Regions from separate parts of the Mus musculus genome. Here region 2 is linked to region 1. Evidence: chromatin contacts called from public HiChIP or PLAC-seq data. All regions are on one chromosome and are shown on one strand. The core of a region is the stretch at or near the end of the contact, and the rest is flanking DNA. Distances in the headings are between cores, read along the strand shown. Region 1 overlaps Spns2 (spinster homolog 2). Region 2 overlaps Zzef1 (zinc finger, ZZ-type with EF hand domain 1).

The links. HiChIP or PLAC-seq counts read pairs in DNA pulled down with a chosen protein or histone mark.
Region 2: a FOXA1 HiChIP or PLAC-seq map of pancreatic cancer cells shows a contact between it and region 1. The contact joins two enhancer-like sites. A contact is called at or near these places in 2 of 115 datasets of contacts at active chromatin or transcription factors (bone marrow-derived macrophages and pancreatic cancer cells) and 1 of 9 other capture datasets (pancreatic islet).

The regions. Positions count from the first base shown.
Region 1 is chr11:72,464,502-72,471,209 of GRCm38.p6, reverse strand. The region is part of intron 2 of Spns2 (spinster homolog 2); the gene reads left to right. Among named protein-coding and RNA genes, the nearest start is that of Gm40194, 10 kb to the right of the region's middle. Within about 2 kb of position 3,924, at least 162 of the 459 cell types and tissues checked have an H3K27ac peak or open chromatin away from gene starts, as enhancers often do. A contact at or near this core is called in pancreatic cancer cells and pancreatic islet, where this site is marked.
Region 2 is chr11:72,844,370-72,850,588 of GRCm38.p6, reverse strand. It overlaps Zzef1 (zinc finger, ZZ-type with EF hand domain 1), which reads right to left. Exons shown (of 55, transcript NM_001045536.2): 11 at 6,102-6,219; 12 at 1,836-1,947; 13 at 1-30. Among named protein-coding and RNA genes, the nearest start is that of Gm26121, 34 kb to the left of the region's middle. Within about 2 kb of position 3,703, at least 30 of the 459 cell types and tissues checked have an H3K27ac peak or open chromatin away from gene starts, as enhancers often do. A contact at or near this core is called in pancreatic cancer cells and pancreatic islet, where this site is marked.

The DNA.
Region 1 (6,708 bases), core at 2,675-5,174:
GTCCTGGAAGCAGCCTGAAGAGCTATAGATAATAGGCTTGTTTTTTTTTTTTTTAAGAAGATTTTAAAAATAGATATAACTAGCCAGGCATGGTAGCTCACATCTGAAATCTCAAGCATTTAAGAAGGCTCTGAATTTTGGGCTAGCCTGGACTACAGATTGAATTCAAGGATAGCCTGAGCTAAAGTGAGACTCTGTCTCAAAAACATGAGTAAACTAGACCCAGTTTAAGAGAAAATAAATTAGAAGATGAGTCTGAAGGAGTCAGCGTCAATGCAACACTGAGAAGGGGCAGTGTGTTGTTGTTTGTGATATTACCTGGTCTTTGTGACCTGTGATTGGTCAGCTGTGACCTTCCCTATGGGGAGAATGGAGGAAGTGGAGGCAGAAGAATCAGGAAGACATTTTTGTGAAAGGCTTGAAGGCTCAAGTTCCTGGGCTTTTGTCTTAGATCGATCGATAGGGCAGCAGAGAAGGCTTGAGAGCAGGGCGTGACCATGTGGTTGTATGCATCAGTGTTCACACTGTTGCCCAGTGCAGGAACGGATGGCAGAGGAGGCTGGAGGCTACTCAGGGCTTGAGTTTGTGGGGCCACAGGAAATGCCAGGATGGGGTAGGGATGGAGGAAGAGCTGGCTCAGAGTGAAACCAGACAGTGTCTTCAGGCCTTGTTCTTCTCAACCTTGATGAGTCCAGGAACATGCTCTGCTTCACAGACCAAGGTTCCATGGGTACAACTAGGCAGCCCCACAGCCACCCTCCCAGGAGACCCCAAAAGCCACCTATGGCTGGAGACACCAGCACAGGCTTTCTGTCCAAAGCAGAGCATAGACAGAGCAATAGTGCTGTTCTTCCTGCCTGAGGGCTGAGTGTGGACAGACCCCAGATGCCACTAGTGGAGCTATGTATGTTTCGTGTCTTCCCCATCAGTTGGAGTGGCCTGGGTTGGACTTGGATGGCAGAGGCTACCCACGTCTGTCTGAGCATCCTCCCTGCCCACAGGATGTGGAGGGTGGTGTGTCTTCTCAAAATAGCAGCCAGCTGGAGTCTGAACTTGGGAAACAACCCTGGTTCAGCCAGACCAGGCAAGGGCAGGAGGTAGGCTTCATGGCCACAGTGGCTTCTTAGCACCTACCTTGCCGTCTCTTACTCTGATGCCAGTTTCTGGGGTCATGCAGGTCCCACGTGTAGTGAGAGGGACATCTCCTACCATGGATAGAGCCACAGAGTGACTGCATGCAGAGCCCCTGTGAGGCCTGCTCCTGCCTTCTAGATGTCTGCACACTGAGTCCTCTGTCAGCCACAGGAGGTAGATGTCACCTCAGGAATGTCATTCAACCTGTCATCTGTCTTATTTTTCTTTTGTGGCACTGGGGATAAAACCCAGGACCCTGAACTTGCTAGGTAAGTGCCCTGCCAGTGAGCTATGTCCTAAGCACTTTTCATTTTACTTTGAAGCCTGAAACCTGCTTGGTAGCTCAAACTTGCAATCCTCCTGCTTCAGTCTTTTGAGCTCTAGGATTACATGTGTGCATTATCCATGATAATATATATAAACAAACACACACACATACCATATACCCTCACCCAGGCTCCTTTCCATTTTCTGATGGCCTTGAGCCAACCCTATGAAGGAGAGTGAGGCTTGGTGCCTGAGCTCTAATGCTGAGCTGGGACTCCTCCCATCAACAGTAGCCTGGGTACCCTCCCCCCTCTGCCTGGCTACTTGCCCTACAGCTCCATTGTCCTAGACCTGTGGGCTCAGCAAGCGTGAGCTGAGTGAGGTCTTCCCCACACCCTGGCCACAGGATGTCCTCGTGTATGCGGGAACTGCCGGGAAATCCACTCTGCCTACACTGAGGTTGGGGGTGGGGCGGGGTAGCTAGTCTGGTCTGAAAGCTGTCCTCCCACAAAGAGGGAGGCTGGGGTGGACAGCACAGGAAGCTTCTAGCTGTTGCTGGTTTTTATTCCCAGCAGAACTGCCTACTGGCTCTGTAGGCCTCTCAGTGCCCATTGTTTCTGAGGGACATATAGTTCTCTGTCCTTTGCTTGGATTGTTCCTCCTGTACCTATCCTAGCAGCGTACAGGGACTGCCATTGGCCAGTGATACCCCTGAGGGCTAGGAAGAGCTGGAGGCTCCTCATCAGGCTGCAAAGGTGACCTGGCACATTCCTGACCCTGAATTCCTTTGTTCTTAAAGGAAGTCATAAGACTGGCAAGCTGGCTAAGTCATCTAGGATGAGTCTCTCTACTCGCTGGGGCCTCAGTGGCTCCAGCTGTAATGTGGGTACAGAAAAGTAGGGCTCAAGTTTTCTGATGGAATGGAGGAGCTTGGGAGCACGGCAGGCCTGACTGGCAGGTGGAAACACGTGCACTGCTGTTCTGGGAGCCTACCTAGCTGCAGTGATCCTACCCACTGCAGGAGCAAAAAGCCAGAGTGGGAGAGCCAGACGGCCCTGCTGAAAATGGTGCCATGTGGCCAAGGTCCAGGTGCCTGCCTCAGGTTCCTTCAGTCACTCAGTGAGGGCTTTTGAAAGCACTCCCTTCACAGGGGTGGGATGGGACATGCTAGGCCTCAGAATGTAAGCCCAGTCCTGGTCTCTAGGGACGTGTGTCCCCCTGTGGCCTTCTCACGCTGCAGCCTGACCCATCTCCTGCTGTTCCCAGTATAGCATGAATATTCTCTGACGTCAGGGGCGTCTGTGGGGACCATCCTCTTCCCAGTCTAGCATCAAGTGATATGATTTAAAGCGAGGGCTTCAGAGTCAGCTAAACTACAGTTTAATTTTGACTCAGACATACAGTTGCCCTGTGACATCACTTCTTTCAGCTGGGTCATCTTCTCTGTAAGATGAAGTTAGAGAGAGAATCGACAGAAATGATGAATGCATGTGCCAAGTGTGTGTCCAGGGCCTGGTCTGTCATAACTGATCCATCAGTGACAACTGCAGGCGTTATTAACAATAAGCATCGTGCTTCATTAACCATCGTACAATATGATTAGAAGACTTGAAATTTATATAATGTGTGTGTGAATGTGACAGTGTGCGCGTGCCTGTGACAGTGTGTGCGTGCCTCTGTGTGTGTGTGTGTGTGTGTGTCAGTGTGTGTGAGAGTATGTGTGTGTGCTTGTGTGTGTGTGTGTGAGAGAGAGAGTGTGTGTGCGTGTGTGTGTGAGAGTATGTGTGACTGTGTGTAAGAGATAGTGTGTGTGTGTGAGAGAATGTGTGTGAGAGAGTATGTGTGTGTGTGAGAGTATGTGTGTGTGAGTGTGTGAGAGAGTATGTGTGTGTGCATGTGTGTGTGAGTATGTATGTGAGAGAGTATGTGTGTGTGAGAGAGTATGTGTGTGTTCGTGTGTTGTGTGAGAGAGTATGTGTGCATGTGTGCATGTGTGTGACTGTGTATGAGAGATAATGTGTGTGTGTGAGAGTGTGTGTGCGTGTGTGTGAGAGTATGTGTGCATGTGTGCGTGTGTGTGACTGTGTGTGAGAGATAGTGTGAGGGGGAGCGAGAGAGTGGTGTGTGTGTGTGTGTGTGTGTGTGTGTGTGTGTGCATGTGTTGTCATCATGGTGAACTCCTAGGCACGTTTCATTACCCACTTTGACATTAGCAGGATTTGGTGACCCTTACTGATTCACAGGCTTTAAGTACATCAAGCTGTGCAATTCATGGTAGGACCTGCACTTTGGCTAGACAAGAGGCACTGCCTACTCAGATTGTCTCTGCCCACTCCCCACCCAGTTCAGACTGGCATACAGAAGGCAGTTGTTCCTCTTCCCCTCTAAACATGTGTAAGCCCTTTGAGACTAAGCTTTTCCTCGTCCACATCCTGATCTGATCTTGGGCAGGTCTTAGGAGGCAGAGCTGACAAGAAAGCATTCTTTCTGTAGATGTAAGGAAATAATACTGGCCCTGGCTAATGTAAACACGAGCCTTGTTGACCCAGCCTGCGCCTCGGAGGGCAGGGCATGAAGCACCTTCCCCCACACTGTCTCATCCAATACTCAAGCCACCAGAGCAGCAGCTATTTTTATCTTCATTTTACAGATGAGGAAGTTGGCGTGGGGAGCTGGCTTAGAGTGGCTCATGAGAGTCGATTGTTAAATTTTTAGGAATTGTGTGAGCCGATTGTTAGACACAGCCATTGTTAGAACTAAATCATAATAAACTTACAACTGAGTGATCTGTACTGAAAGAAGCTGATAAATTCTCAGAAGTCATCGCTTCCTAATTACTTTCTTACATCAAGACATTATCAGTGTGCTTAAGGTAAACTCCTTTTATCTGAATGGTGGAAACGCCTATGACTGAACAAGGTACTAAGCTCTGAGCTTCACATCTCTTAGGTGACTTGGCCTCAGCCGGGTAGAGTGTTTATACTGTGGAGATGCACAACCCCCAGGCATCGTGGGGCCCCTCCTCTGTCCCTTTTTAGAGAACCTGTTTCTACACATTTACCAGCACATCAATGAGGCTGACAATGACAGAGATGTGACCTGGCAAAGGAGCCTACCTAAGAAGGTGCAGAGCTGGGGTTGAACCCTATGGCGCAAGGACTGATTCTGCCCAAAGCTTAAGTCACAGACCTGAATTACCAGGTCCCCTCTCCTGTGTTTTCAAGTCTAGCGGAGAAAAGAACCCTTCATGCTACTCTGAGCAACCCACTTTGCCCTGCTCACGCCCTTCCTCTCGTCATTGCTCCTCCCCCTAAATACTGTCTCCCCAGAGGCTGCTAAACCACATACACATGAACCTAGCGTACAGAGGTCAGTGTTGTCTGGCCATCTGCCTACTGGCAGTGGGACTGCCTTCCATGAGACAGAGGGGACTCCCTGTCTGTGTAGTTGGCCTCTATTCTACCTGGATCTCTGTATCTCACCTAGAACACCAACCCCTCCCATCATCAACAGTGGCATTCTCTCCCAAGTCCCTGAACATTACTGTGCTCTTGTCCCAGCAGAGCCAAACCAGGTCATTAGTTCTTTGTTCAGCATCTCCTGCCTTCCCCGTGAGGATCCCACTCCATCTGGCCTCTTAGCCTTGTCTTCCACCCTTCCCCCTCCGTCACTTTGCTTCAGACACTCTGGCCTCTTTCACGCCCCGCAAACACACCAAGTGCACTCTAGCTCTCCTTTCCCCGGTACTTCTATGACTGTTTCCTTGTCTCCTGCAGGTCTTTGCTGAGTTGAAATGTCACCGTCTCTTCTATTTAATACTGTATGATCTGTCTTCTCTCTCATACATGTATTCTCAATAAAATTTTATGATAATGTCTATCATACTCTAAGGCAACACTGGACTCTGGCTGTACAGAGCAGCAGAGATGTTTGGCAGAGATGTTCGAACAGGAATGGCCAATGCATCAACCTCACCTCGGTCACAGAAATGGCTTGGTTTTTGCCAGATTCCACCCGAGGCTGCAGGATCGTCCCTGTGCGCTCAGCTCCTGAGCTTCAGTTTCTCCTGGCTTTCTGTTTCTGCGGAAAGCCTCATCTTCCTCATGCATCTATCAGCAGCTGCTTCTTGCCACTCCTTCCTCCAGGCTGTGGTCCTTCATACACGTATCTCTTCACATACATTTCATATATCTATACATCTCCTGTACCTGCTTAATATTCCTCATACAGCGTGTTAATTATTACTACTATTTTGTTATTTATGTGCCTTTCTTCCTTAGATCATTAAGTTCCGGGAAGGCAGGAATCTCCTGTTTATCTACCCATGAATCCCAAGCACCTAACGTATGTTAGTATGTTGCAGATGCCCTGTTTTAGTTACTTTTCTGTTGCTGGGAAGAAACACCATGGCCAGGGCAATTCCTAAGTGTGTGATGGTTTCAATGAGGATGGTCTCCACAGGCTCATAGATTTGAATGCTTGGTTCCTAGTTGGCAGAAGGAAAGGACTCAGGGGTGTGGCTTTGTTAGAGAAGGCGTTTCATGGGGATTGGCCTTGAGGTTTCAAAAGCCCACTCCATCCCAGTTAGCTTGCTGTCTGCCTCCAGCTTTCGGGTAAGATGAAAGCTCTCAGCTACTGCTCCAGCAACATGCTTGCCTGCCTGCCGCCACCCTCCCCACCAGGATGATCATGAACCTCACCCTCTAAACTGTAAGGAAATCCCCAATCAAATGCTTTCTTTTATAATTTCCCTTTGTCATAGTGTCTCTTCACAATAGGACAGTGACTAAGCATGCCCCTCCCCCTAATTTGTGGAATGAATCAATGCATGCATGAGTGACCAAGTGAATGGCAGGGTTTCCAATATTCAGGATAGCTTCTGCAGCCTGCTGGGCGTGAGGGTGGCTGAGTGACCTGGAAGATGGTAAGACCTGGAGTTCCAGGCTCAAGTTTGCCCTGATTTGCTGTGTGACCTTAGGTAGATAGATCTATCACCCTCTCTGAGTCTCTCCTCCTTTCAAGTATCCGTAAAGATTTAGAATTTTCTGTGCATGACTGTTTCCCTCCTATGTGAGCACCGAATGCATGCTTAGTGACTACAGAGATTAGAAGGGGACATCGGATCCCCTGGGATTAGAGTAAACAGTGGTGAGCCACCCTGTCGGTGCTTAGAACTGAACCTGGGTCCTCTGCAAGAACAACAATTTCTCTTAGCCTCTGAGCCATCTCTTCAGCCTCTCTCTCAAGCATAATACAGGAAGAATAATGCAGGCCGTGCATGCTGGTGCTCCCAGCAGAGAGGTAGAG
Region 2 (6,219 bases), core at 2,454-4,953, 380 kb before region 1:
GCGGGTGCAGAGGAACTTCACCATCAAGAACTAGAAAGGATAAAAGAAAAGGACTTGGAATCCCTAAGTACAATGAAAGAACACTGAAAGGCCTTTTTAGAAAAGTTCTTGGTTTTAACAAACATTTTATAAAGCAACATCATGCCCAGTACTTGAAACAGAATAAATTCAGTATCTTCAGGCAACAGAAAAAAAGACAAAATGCAGAATAAGTCAGGTTTTGTTAGGGTCATACCAAGAACAGTGGCCTTCTGAAAGGCAAATATCCAGGCAGGAGTGAGAGAAGTATGTTTGCTTTTTAAGACAAAAACCATGTATTTGATGAAAACAGCGCCCTAAGAAATCACTTCAGTGATCCAAGCAGCACATGCAAGTCACGCACTGGAAGCAAGGCTCTGCTCTGCTCTGTGCTCTGCTCTGCTCTGTGCTCTGCTCTGCTCTGTGCTATCCTCTGCTCTGCTCTGCTCTGTGCTATCCTCTACTCTGTGCTCTGCTCTGCTCTGCTCTGTGCTATCCTCTACTCTGTGCTCTGCTCTGCTCTGTGCTATCCTCTACTCTGTGCTCTGCTCTGCTCTGCTCTGTGCTATCCTCTGCTCTGTGCTCTGCTCTGCTCTGTGCTATCCTCTGCTCTGCTCTGCTCTGCTCTGTGCTATCCTCTGCTCTGCTCTGCTCTGCTCTGTGCTATCCTCTACTCTGTGCTCTGCTCTGCTCTGCTCTGTGCTATCCTCTGCTCTGTGCTCTGCTCTGCTCTGCTCTGCTCTGCTCTGCTCTGCTCTGTGCTATCCTCTGCTCTGCTCTGCTCTGTGCTATCCTCTACTCTGTGCTCTGCTCTGCTCTGTGCTATCCTCTGCTCTGTGCTCTGCTCTGCTCTGTGCTATCCTCTGCTCTGTGCTCTGCTCTGCTCTGCTCTGCTCTGCTCTGTGCTATCCTCTGCTCTGCTCTGCTCTGTGCTATCCTCTGCTCTGCTCTGCTCTGTGCTATCCTCTACTCTGTGCTCTGCTCTGCTCTGCTCTGTGCTATCCTCTGCTCTATGCTCTGCTCTGCACTGCTCTGTGCTATCCTCTGCTCTGTGCTATCCTCTACTCTGTGCAAATAAAGCCAAGTGTTGCCGAAGTTAAGCTTGGGGCAAACTGCTCCCTCAAGGGAAAGTTCCTCTCATAACAGCCTTGCTGTCTTATTTCCAGTTTCACGTTGTAGTTATTTATTTTATACATGTGGGCACATGTATCTCACAGTGTGCTTGTAGAGGTGAAAGGACAAACTGAAGGAGTTGGTTCTCTCCTTCTATATTGGTCCCAGGGATCAAACTCAGGTCCTGGGCTTGGCAGCAAGTGTCTTTACCTACTGGGCAACTCACTAGTATTAAAGGCCTTTCTGAAATTTATTACTCAAATGCATAGATATGCATTGAGCACATACTGTGTGTGAACTCTGAAGAGAGTTCTCTTACTTATTCTAAGATTTATTCTTAAGAAAAATAAATGACATGGCCAGGCAGTTACTACTCTCAGAACTGGGGGAACAAACGCATTCCTCTTGCATCTATGCCTGGGTACTACTTACTGCAGTGTGCCTTTCTGACACATCTCAACCAAACTAAAGATTATGGTCCAATCCACTTCCAGCACTTGGCATAATTTCACACTCTCTTTCAGATGAAGTCTTCTCTGGTAAACCCTAGGGTGGGTTAAACCTCCCTCTGTCATAGTCATATCACATCTGTCTCTCCCAACCCCTCTAACGTTCCAGTGTTGGCTCAGAGCTAGTGCAGTTAGCAATGTTTGTAGAAAGGGAAAGCAGGTAAATGAGTGAAGGACAACCTGGCTACTGCTTACTTTGGCAACTCTGCACTGTTGTAACTTGACATCTGCTTCATCCCACTCTTCTTCTAGCTCAAACCAGCCAATAGGATCATCCTCTCCAAGGTCATCAGATGAGCAACCAATCCTGCGAATGAATACAAATGTAATCATAGACATTTTCTTGCTTCAAAGTTTCTCCAGAGACTGACAAGGTCTCATCCAAATGTTATTTAAGCCAGGCATTTCCAGTGAGATGGAAGAGCGACATACCAGGATGGGCATTTCTGGTAATCACTGAGGAAGAGGCAAGAGTGGCTTCCCTTGCCTAGGTCTGACTAATGTGTGTATAATTACCCTGAGGTCTGAGTCATGTACAAACAACTGAAGGGGTTGATGCCTCATATCCTGGAGCTCTCAAATCTCAGGCTTCACAGACCTCTGTTGATTAGCAAGTCCTCCAAAGGAAGCATTCCATCCTTAAAACAAAGGATAATTGCATCTTTCTCCTTAAAAGCTGAATGGGTAAGTGCTGCTCCCTCTTCAGCAGGCACTCTTTCAAGCACCATTCTTGGTTAGTTGGTTGGGTGGGTGGACAGGTGGTTGGTTGGTTGGCTGGCTGGTTGGTTAGAGACAGTTTCACTAGGTAGCCTTAGCTACTCTGGAACTCACTATGTTGCTATAACAGACATTTGCTTGCCTCTACCTCCCAAGTGCTGAGATTAAAGGCCACCATGCATGACTTCAAGTTTCCATTGTTAAAATCTCATACTACTTGGCCTATGACTCAACTCTCACACTAATAGCTCACTGTATAAGCATGTCTAGCAATCACAGATAACTATGGGGAAAAGTGAAGAAAATGTACAACAGGATCTGGAACAAAGGAAAAATTTTATTCTCTTCCTCACACAAATATTTCTTGGTAGAAATCTTTTGTGGTATAATTGATTATAACAGGACAGGTGGAATTTGCTAAGCCCTAATTGTCGATGAGTCTCATCCATCATACATGTTTGAGGAATTTTAAATGTATTCTTTGAGGGCATACTATCTCAGTGGTATGGCATTTGCCCAGCATATGTGAGAACTTGGTTCTATCCTCAGCTATGTAGCCCAGGCTGACCTTGAACTCTCAATGTCTTTCTATCCTCCTGCCACCATGCCTGGCAGAAAGTCTACTCAAAAGAGTCTGCAACCTAAAAAAACTGGCAGAGTCAGGTACTGGAGAAGCAAGTTCTCTCACTAAACCACACTGTACAGTGGGCAGATGCTGTCTCCGGAGCATAGTGCCAGAAAAACACAACAAAATGGTCAAGAAAATGTTATTTCCAACTGGAGAGAGACTGATATTATATGTAGGCCAACTAAGTTGGCCTACATTGAAGAATAACTCAGGCTAAAACCAGATCAAATCATTAAGGGACTCATCAATAGGCCTGTATTTAGGTTAAAAAAAAAACCCATCCTGCATAAGATATGAAAGACCTTGTTTGACAAAAAGTTTAGAGGAAAAGACCTATTTTAATATCCCAAGAGTGAGAACACAGTTGCTTAAAATTAGGTGGTGCCTGCAGCCATTATTAAAAAAGAAATCATGCTGGGTATGGTGATGGAAACCTGTAAGCCTAGCACACAGGAAGCTGAGGCGTTCTGAACTGCCCAAGCTAATAAGACCTAATCTCAAGAAACAAACCACAAACAAGACAGGCAATGAAGGAAAAGAGGAGGAAAAGAAAGGAAGAGGAAGAAAGAAAGAAAAAGAAGACTTAGGTCCTTCCTATAACTACTAAATCAGACCTGTATTTTCACAGGATCTCCTGGGAAATACAATAGCCCAGAAGGCAAGTCCAGGGCTCTGATTCACAGTGATAACTTCCTAGCAGCAATAAGGAGGACAATGCTATCTGATGAGTCAGCAGTGACCTCTGTAGCAATGTCTACTTTAAGCCTTCATCTTAATGACCCACCCACACCCATCCCCTGATTTCTGAAGGTATGTATGGCCTGGCTTGTCCCCTATTCTCTAAGTTTTCTGTTGTCTCTTAACTAGTGCTGCTCATCAGGGTGACCTGTAGCCTGTAGTCTGGCTAGTCTACAGTCCTCCAGAACCATGTCTTCTATCTCTACATTTTCCTTTAGTTTTGTTTGAGACAGGGTCTTAATCTAGGTTGGTCTTGAACTCTCAGCAATCTTACCTCAGCTTCCTGAATGCTGGGATTATAGTCATGAGGCTACATACCTGGACCCTATGTTTTTAATTAACATTTCAAAGACTGTCATGTCTGTCCCTACAATACAAGAGTCTCTTCTAAGCTGCTGACCTGTTTGTCCTACTGGCTGTAGGACATCTCAAATCTTCCCAAGAGGGCTAACATTGAGTTACCTGTCTTCCCATAATCCTGCTTCTCCCTGGAGCATGTACTAGTTCAGAACAGGGTACTACCAAGTTCTCCACCTGCCCGAACTTGGTGCTGCCAGCCTCCTTTCCTCTTCTGCTCTCTACTCAGTCATCCCCAGGGCCCACAGCATCAAGCCACCTTGCTCCTCCTCCTCCGCTGCTGCTGCTGCTGCTGCTGCTGCTGCTTTAGAGGTCTTGTGCTGGTCTAGGCCACTCTTACTTTCAGCTTCCTGGGCAACACGCTTACTCGCAGCCTCTGGCTCTCTGTTTGCTTTCCTCTATTCATGATGTTGCAGCACAAGCCTGAGCAGTTCTTCCAGAACACACCTGACTTCCTTCATATTCTCTTACCTCCCCAATAACAAGCTCTACCCTCTGTCTGCTTGCCTCCCCACTACACACATGTGCTTCAAAGAGAAACTAAGACCTCAAACAAAGACATTTCTACTGACCTGGCCTCTCCCAGCTCTCCAGCTCTGTCCTTTGCCACCCTTCCCAACAGTGCAGCTTAGCCATACAATCACCTTCACACACTGCTTCTTCAAGCACCTACTTAGTGTGTAATTCACTCTTCAGAAACATCATAGCACTGCTCACTGGCTCAGGGCTACATTTCCTGTCAAGTAAGGCCTGCTATCTGCTCCCAGAGGTCTCCCGTATAGCATTCATTACACAGCTGACACTGTCTCCTGGCAGGAAGCTCTCTATGGTCACTACAGTGACCCCTCTGGTACTTTTTCCACTGCAGGACCTTCAATGCATCAGGCCCAGCACATAATAGATGTTTAATAAGTATTTTCAATGAAAGTTTGAGGAGGCTGGAGACAAGGCTCAGAATTAACACAGCGTGTTCTTTCAGAAGATCCAGGTTTGGTTCTTAGCATCTGCATGGCAGCTCCCAATCACTCATAACACCAGTTCTAGGGGATCCAATGCAGCCTTCTGACCTTCATGGGCAGTAGGCATACACATGGCGCAGGTATACACACCACCAAACTGTAGCTGGTCTTTGCTACTTTATGGGTTCTTCCTTTTCCCACTCTTTATCCTAACTCCCCCAGTTTTACCCCCTATCAGTAGATAGGAGAGAAAAAAGGATAGAGGGGAGAGAATAATTAGGAAAATTCCTGAATCTAATGTCTTTCTTGACCACAGCTACTAACAAACTGCAACCAACCTCCCTAAATGACTAACAACCACTGACCCTGCCTCTTAGGGGACTCATATTTATGTACCCTCTGAAAAGTTCTCAGAATTCCAAAGTCACACAATCACAGAAATATTTACATCTGGCAAAACAACACTTCTGCTAAAGCACAAGACAAATCATGATCAGCTGCTGAGGAAAGTTTGAAGCAGCCCCATATCCCTACACCTGGGGTTAAAACAAAAGCACATTCTTATATTTCTGTGTTTCTAAAAGAACCAAAAATTCCAGAATTCTTAAAAAAATGTCACTATAGGCTGGGCAGTGGTGGCAAACACGCCTTTAATCCCAGCACTTGGGAGGCAGAGGCAGGCGGATTTCTGAGTTCGAGGCCAGCCTGGTCTACAGAGTGAGTTCCAAGACAGCCAGGGCTATACAGAGAAACCCTGTCTCAAAAAAAAAAAAAAAAAGAAAATAACAATGACTTCTGGCCTCTGTGGTGGGTTACTGTCACCTTTTCTATAAGCATAATTCAACAATAAAGATACATCCTTTTTTTTTTTTAAGACAGGGTCTTACTATATAGTAATGGCTAGCCTAGAACTCACTATTTTAGATGAGGCTAACCCCAAACTCACAAAGGTCCACTTGCTTCTGCCTCCCAAGTGCCTCCCAATTAAAGGCATGCAATCCCGCATCCAGCGAGAGAATAGATGCAATTTTATTGACCACACAGACTCTCTCTGGGCTGTACCTGCTTTTTACGAACTGCCTCAGTTCCTGGAGTTTCCATTTGTCATATTTTTCAAACCGTTTGAAGTGTTCTTCTGCGTGAAACTTATTAGAAGGCGAGTTATAGGCAAAGACCAGCC